Regions from separate parts of the Mus musculus genome. Here region 1 is linked to region 2. The links are chromatin contacts, called in public promoter capture Hi-C maps. All regions are on one chromosome and are shown on one strand. The core of a region is the stretch at or near the end of the contact, and the rest is flanking DNA. Distances in the headings are between cores, read along the strand shown.

Region 1 (3,839 bases), core at 1,152-3,651, 230 kb after region 2:
CTCTTCTGGCTCAAACTCCTCTCCAAGCTGACTGATTCAACCTTGCTTAAACTCTCTAGGCCTCTCCTGAATTGCTCTGCTTGGCTTCAAACTAACTCTGGCAATTTGTTCCAATTGCCTGGCTCATTCTGTCTTCAACCTATGTCTTCAACCTGTGCCTCTTTAACCTCTCTCTGTAAAACTCTTCCTAATGTGCTTTAAATCAGGCCTGCAAGCTCACTTGGGTGTCTCTCTATTCTGGTAATGGGAGACCTCAGCATGCTGGACTTCTGCAGAATAAAACACTCTTTGCATTTACATACTATTTGAGTCCGGGGTATCATTCGTTGTTGAGTCACGGACCCTTACAATACCAAATCAGGACTATATTCTTTATGTGTACACCAAGAAAAATGATGTAATAAATAGAAATAAACTCATTTCTAAAAAATCATCAAACTCACATAACCTTGACTTAACAGAAATTGTGGGTTTGACAAAGATAAAGCAGGCTTGCAAAAGGGGCCTAGAATGTCTGCAGTTGTCCATATTCTTTGGAGTTCAACAGGGACTCTGACTCAAGTACCAGTTAACTACTTCGTCCTCTGAAAGCCCTGCAGCCACACTGGACTCTACTTGGGACCTGGACACCTATGAATTGAGGCTGCACTGGCTTCCTCTTCCTCATAATCGCTATATACCACTGAAGCAAATATACCACTGAATTTTGTCACAAACTCAGAACAAAGCTTGAAAAATCTCAAGGCATTACTTGAGAAGCAACAGGGATAGATGGGTGTTTCTCAGCTCGATCGGATAGAGTGATGTCCAGAAGGTTTAGCCGAGCACATCTCTGGATAAGTCTGAGAGTGTGTCCAGAGAGGAGTCAGGGGAAGACCTGCCTTGCTTGTGGGTGGCATAATCCTACAGGCTGGGGATCCTAATGGAAATCCAGGGGAAGAAGGAGAGAGCCTGCCAGCACAGTCCTTCCTGAACTAATGCCTGACTGTTCTTCTCTGCCACACCCTCCCTGCCTTGACAGAAACCTTCTTAAAATGAGCCGAATCACCTCCCTTTCTGCATCCAGGTGTCCTGCTCAGGGCACTGCCACACCAGTCCAGCCTAGCTGTGGAGGTGTGATTAGGTTGGTAAAGCAGTCTGTATATTTTTTCACATTGTGAAAGTTTTTTTTTTTTTCTCTCGTCAAAGGTAGCTACGGGGATGGGGGTGGGGGAGGGACGTGTAGGAGGGGCAAGGCTAACATTTCATAAATCCCCCCTCCACCCCCCTATTTTAATCTCCCTTACCTGGTAAACGTTTTGTTTACACAAAGGTCGAGTTGCAACACTTGGGAGTCTGGAACCTGCCCTTTCCCCCTGTCTTTCATTTCCTTTGCGCCAATTCTTTTAAAACTAGTCAATCTGCAAAGACCGTGAGGTCAGAGCCAGGACAGAAGGACAAAGACTGTCACCACTTATCTTACCATCAAAACTAAGAGATCCCCCTACCCCCTGTGCTTGCTAGCTTCCTGTGCAACGTTTTTGTAAAAAGATATCGCCTTGCCCAGCTCCCTTCTTTTTGCTTGCATGCTCCTTTGTGCAAAGCTGAAGTGATCCTTTTTTGTTTTGAACAATGCAGATAGACAAGGAAAGAAAGAAAGAAAGAAAGAAAGAGAGAGAGAGAGAGAGAGAGAGAGAAAGAGAGAGAGAAAGAAAGAAAGAAAGAAAGAAAGAAAGAAAGAAAGAAAGAGAAAGAAAAAAAGGGGCATGAATCTTGTTGTCAAACATTTCCAATCCCAGATCTACTGACTAATAGTGGCATGGCATTGCTCAATCTCTCTGAGGCTATTTTTCCATTTGCAAAATAGAAACAAACAAACGACTGTCTTAAAAGATCATTGAATAAATTTAATGAAATTATGGACAGGTATTTAAACTGGGAGCACAGCCACATGTGTCCCTAGATAACGAGAGCCATACCTGCTCAACGAAGAAAGGATTTCACCGGCTGCTGTAATTATATTGTCACTAGGTATTATCCCGGGTTTAACAGAAAGCTCTGAAACTTGATTAAAATTCCTGAGGGTCTCAGTTACCAAAGCTGTCACAGGACACAGGCAGGTTAGTTGTTTGTATCTGAAGCCACAGAGCAGTGACATTGGCTACCCACTAGAAAACACGAGGTGAGCAAAATACAAATAAACAAATAAATAGAAAAAAAAAGGGCTGTGTTAAAACATCTTTGAATACATTTGATGAAATTGTGGACAGGTATTAAATCAACTTGTGGCTGATTCTGCAAAGCCCAAGGAAGCAGCCCAGCAGCCTGGCTGTGCTTCCGGGGGGAAATTTTGAACATGGGAGGGGCCTGTGCGAGTGTGGAGTCAAACAAAGCCCTGACCTGACATTCCTTTCCCTGGATACCCAGTAGGTATCTGAGCTGAGAGCCACACAGGAGGCTCAGAGCCGCCACTGAACTGAGTAATAGCTGTGCTCGGTGATGAGACTAAGCTGAAAAGGGGTTGTTCTGGAAGACCAGTGCAGAGGGGTTTGCAAGGTTGTTCAGCGCAGGGCAATGGAACTTTTTTTTTTTTTTTTTTTCTGAGACAGGGTTTCTCTGTGTAGCCCTGGCTGTTCTGGAACTCACTCTGTAAACCAGGTTGGCCTTGAACTCAGAAATCCACCTGCCCCTGCCTCCCAAGTGCTGGGATTAAAGGCGTGTGCCACCACTGCCCCATAAGGGCAATGGAACTTTATCTGGAGTTTTCAGACTTTCAGTGTGACTGTGGGCTGAACTGTTAGGTGATATTGATATCAGAACACCGGGCTGTTGCAGCTCCCTTGCAGACTGTCTGCAGCTGCAGGAAGCCCAGGAAACAAGCCCAGGAGTATGAGTGCTGCAGCTGTAGTCTCACAGTGGGGGTAGGATGAGGGGGTAGGAGTGGGATGGGGTGGCTTCCACTCACAGCACCTGGAAGGATTGCTTGAATCCCTAAGTTATGTATTTGAGAAGAAGAAATGTGGGAAGCCACATGTGCCGTTGCAGAGTGGCACTGACTACTGCTGGCCACCACGCATAAGTTTGGACAAACAACCAATGTGTACATATGCAGTAAAGTTTTTTGCAAAGACACTGCCTGGCCCGGGCATGATAATGAGGCTTTGGGAGTATAACCAATCAGATGTGAGACATGCAAATGAGGTATGATAATGAGGCTCTGTGAGGTACAGAGAGAGAGAGAGTAGCCAATCAGATGAGGAACATGCAAATGAGGCTTAGTGCATAACCAATCCGGGTGTGAGACATGCCTCTCCTAGGCCTATATAAGTAGCACCAGTTCTGGGCTCGGGGTCTCTTCGCCTCTGCAATCAAGCTCTCCCAATAAACGTGTGCAGAAGGATCCTGTTGCAGCGTCGTTACTGCTGGCCAGTCTGGCGCACGCAAGAAAGAAACTTCACATGCCAAGTTCCAGCCCCAACAGACATTTGAAGTGAGCCCAGAACAACATGCGAGAACATACTGAGAACCTTGACCTAGTCTGGCCACTGGAGAAACCAGGTTCTACCAGATCAAGCTTTCCAGAAACCATTTGTAGAGAGACGTTAATGGACGGACACACCTGTGCTCCCTGGACACCTGGGAGCCCAACCTAATTGTCCTTTTTTAGTTCCCACAGGCACTGAATGCACATGGTGTACAGACATACATACAGGCAATAAATTCACACACATAAAACAGTAAATCTAAAAAATAAATTAGTAAAACAAAACCCCAGAGCCATCCCACAGAGGAGCTGTGTTAGTTAAGTGCTTGCCCAGGACTGGAATTTGATTCTCAGAATCCACATTTTAAAAGCTGGG
Region 2 (3,502 bases), core at 976-3,475:
CCTCTGCCTGTTATGGTAGGGGAGAGCAAGCTCGGGTTAAACCCACTGGACTGTTTCCCCAGCCCTGAAGGTTATTGTCTTTAAAGCTGTCACCCTGAGGAACACAGCTACAGCCACTTCTGGAGCTGTGCCTCAGGGGTGAGCACCTTTACTCTCTTTTGTATGCATGTTGGTTGTGAGAAATCTGATCTTTGTAGGTCAATTTAAAGTTTGTATCGGCAACTCACGATTTACCCTCTTACGTGAGTAGAGATTAGACTGGTAACACCATGGGTGAACAAATGAAAGTTAATGTTATTACTCTTCTTTAAACACATGGCACAAGCAGAAATTGCCTAGTGATTTTCACTAACTATACTATTTTTAAATTTAAATTTGGTTTTATTTTATGTGTATGGGAGCTTTGCCTGCGTGTATCTCTGTCCATCATGTGCATGCCTGGTGCCTGTGGAGCCCAGGAGAGGGAAGTGGATCCCTTGGAACTGGAGTTGCGGATAGACGTGAAGCACCATGTGGGATGTGGGTGCTGGGGATTGAACCCAGGTTCTCTACAAGAACAGCAACCACTGAGCTATCTCTCTAGTCCTCAATTATGCTACTTTTTGAAAAGAGCTTCTAGGGTCCCAATGTGACCGTTTGCAGTAAGTACTAGCTTCTCTTTCCCAAGGTAATGTATATGTGTATGTGGTATATTATTATTTGTGTTTGGTATAAGGTATATGTGTGTGACATATGCTGTATGTGTGTGATATATGGTATATATGTATGATATATGCTGTATATGTGTATGTATATATTCATGTGTGTGGAGGTCAGAGGACATCAGATATCCTGTTCTATTACTCTCTAACTTATTCCCTGGTTGGGGGGGGGGGGATCTCTTACTGAACCTGGAACTGGGCTACCTGCTAATTAGCCCCAGAGATTCATTTAACTCTACTCCCTACAGCTGTTTGAGGCATGTGCATAGTCAAACCTGGCTTTCACTGTGAGTGTTGGAGATTTGAACTCAGGTCCCCGTGCTTGCACAGCAAGCACTCTTTCCCGCTGATCCATTTCCTCAGACTCTATAGTGCTTATTAAACTGCAGTTTTAATGTTCACACCCATTTGCACTTGCTGAACGGTATTCTGCATTCTAGGTCACCATCTACTAATTGATAGGCACTAGTGATGAAGGCCATGATCCTGGGCCATAAAGACTTCCCCGTGTAGTCAAGACAGAAATACAAACAGTCCTGTGTTACTTATGCAATTCCTCGTAGTTGCCAATTTCGTTCTACAAATGCATTTATTCCTAAGACAGATCACACCCTCCACTCTCCCACTTTGGAAATTGTTAGTGTAATAGCTTTATCTTTTAAAAACTATGCACACAAACGTCCATACAATGTTCAGTGTTGTTTGGAAACATTTATATGTAAATGGCATTCTTAGAGTCTCGCTCTGCGATTCGTGTTTTCATCATCATTTTGGTTTTACGGCTGACGTATATGAAGATGGTATTTTCAATTGTATTGCACTTATAATTATGCATTATTCATCTAGTCCCTAAGGGTGGGGCATTTAGGTTACTCTTCACTCGCAGCTATTAATAGGTTATAAAGAGTATTCCTGGTTCTTCTTTCTATTTTCTACACCTTTGACTAGAGTTTCAAGCTCCTGCTGTCTCTTGAAAGCCTCCCCTAAATTCTTCTAGACCCTAGAGCGGACGATTCCAGTGTCCCAAGCACCTTGCTACACGAAGTTCACTAAAAGAACCAAGGATGGGTGGGTGGATGGACGGATGAATGAACGAAATGCCCAGAGCATCTTAAGGAATGTCCTCTTAAGAGTACTTTGGCGCCTTTGCCCTCTGCCTTCCGTTGACAGTCTCGTTTTTGCTCTCCCTCATTCCTCTAACCAGCCAAGAAGTGTGTGGGTGGGTGTGTGGGGCATGAGGTCTGCCTCTCTCTACAAGTTCAGGACCCGGGTAAACCCTAGTGTTTGATGTTGGGCGCTTCAGCCGCCCCCCTTTCCGAGCTCATGGGCGGGCTCGGCGGTCGAGCGGGCGGAGTACGGGGTGCTGCTCACTCAGATCCCTCCGCGCGCAGAGGACCGGCGCTTCTTTCTGCGGGAAACCCCTGGGCGCGCGGCGGCGACGGGGGCGGAGCCTCGCGGTGGGAGGAGGCCGAGGCGGAAGGACACGCGGGCCGCCCAGCCGCGCGGCGCAGCCAGAAACTTTCAGCCAAACTTCGGGCGGCGGCCTGGCTGCGCGGAGTGCAGGGGCGGCGCAGCGGGAGCTCCAGGACTCAGCGAGCCGCGGGGGCAGGGTAGAGCACGCGAGAGCCGGGCTCCTGGTCGGGACCCGCTCCCCATGCGGATCTGCTCTGGCTGCGGCCCCGAAGATGCCCGCTCTGCGTCCCGCCGCGCTGCGGGCGCTGCTGTGGCTCTGGCTGTGCGGCGCGGGCCCCGCGCACGGTGAGTACCGGGCGCCCGGGAGACCATCCCTCTCTGTCTCTGCGCTACGGGGACTGCGTCTTCCAAACTGCCTCGTCCGGGCCTCGAGTCTTGGCAACGCGTAGCGTCCCGGGTTCCGCGTTAGCGGGGTCTCGGGCGAGCAGCTCGCGGGCCGAGGTGCGAGTGTGGTCGGGAGGGCGGCGGGGGCTTGCGGCGTTCCCAGCTTTTGACACCCGGATCGGTCGGTTTGTCCGGAGGAGGAGTTGGGCGTGGGGCTTAGGTCTTGGATAGGTGGAGGCAGCAGTGGGGGAACTGGTGTGGCAGCGTGCTGAGCCACATGATTGAAAATCTCAACTGCTGTTATTCTTTCCGAGGCGCGGAGCTCTGCTGCGGTTCCAGTGTGCGTCCAGCCCCAGGAATGTGGTGTGACGATCCCCAACTCCTCCAACCTGGCAGCAGCTTGCTGCTCTTTTGGCACCGTTGGGGGTGGGGCAGGGGCAGGCGAGGAAAAGTGGAGACGTTGCTTGATCCGAAGTGCTTGCTTAGAAAGGCTTGTTATGGTGGGATATTCCGTGCCCCCTCGCTAACTTGGTGGGAGCCAGGAAAGGAAATCGGATCATATTTTACCCACTCCACCCACATCTTTAGATTTTACATTTCTTTGGAATGTTGTATGGAAAGAACTTCGGCTTTGGAGTCCAGCTCTGTAATCCTGGATTCAAATCTTCTGTATTAACTCACCAATAAAATGGGGATGAAATTACCCAGCTAATAGGATTAATTAAAAGAATGTATATTAAACCCGTAGCACTTAAAAGATGTTCAGAAAAGTTGTTTCAGGGCAGGAGCAGCGGTTTGGTCTGTGCTTCCAATGGGGCTATGTCTTGTACTGGTTTGAAGTCTGTGCTTCCAGTGGGGCTATGTCTTGTACTGGTTCGAAGTCTGTGCTTCCAGTGGGGCTATGTCTTGTACTGGTTTGAAGTCTGTGCTTCCAGTGGGGCTATGTCTTGTACTGGTTTGAAGTCTGTGCTTCCAGTGGGGCTATGTCTTGTACTGGTTTGTTG

The links. Promoter capture Hi-C pulls out the DNA fragments that hold promoters and counts their contacts.
Region 1: a contact with region 2 is called in a promoter capture Hi-C map of liver, with 2.3 times the contacts expected there. The contact joins the enhancer-like site here to the promoter of Notch2 in region 2. A contact is called at or near these places in 5 of 39 promoter capture datasets (the SN4741 cell line, cranial neural crest, liver and 1 more) and 3 of 115 datasets of contacts at active chromatin or transcription factors (the SCID.adh cell line, forebrain and pancreatic cancer cells).

What each region holds. Positions count from the first base shown.
Region 1 is chr3:98,244,765-98,248,603 of GRCm38.p6, forward strand. No RefSeq gene overlaps it. Among named protein-coding and RNA genes, the nearest start is that of Reg4, 25 kb to the left of the region's middle. Within about 2 kb of position 2,402, at least 19 of the 459 cell types and tissues checked have an H3K27ac peak or open chromatin away from gene starts, as enhancers often do. A contact at or near this core is called in the SCID.adh cell line and liver, where this site is marked.
Region 2 is chr3:98,011,313-98,014,814 of GRCm38.p6, forward strand. It overlaps Notch2 (notch 2), which reads left to right and starts at 2,226. Exons shown (of 34, transcript NM_010928.2): 1 at 2,226-2,459. The coding sequence starts at 2,387.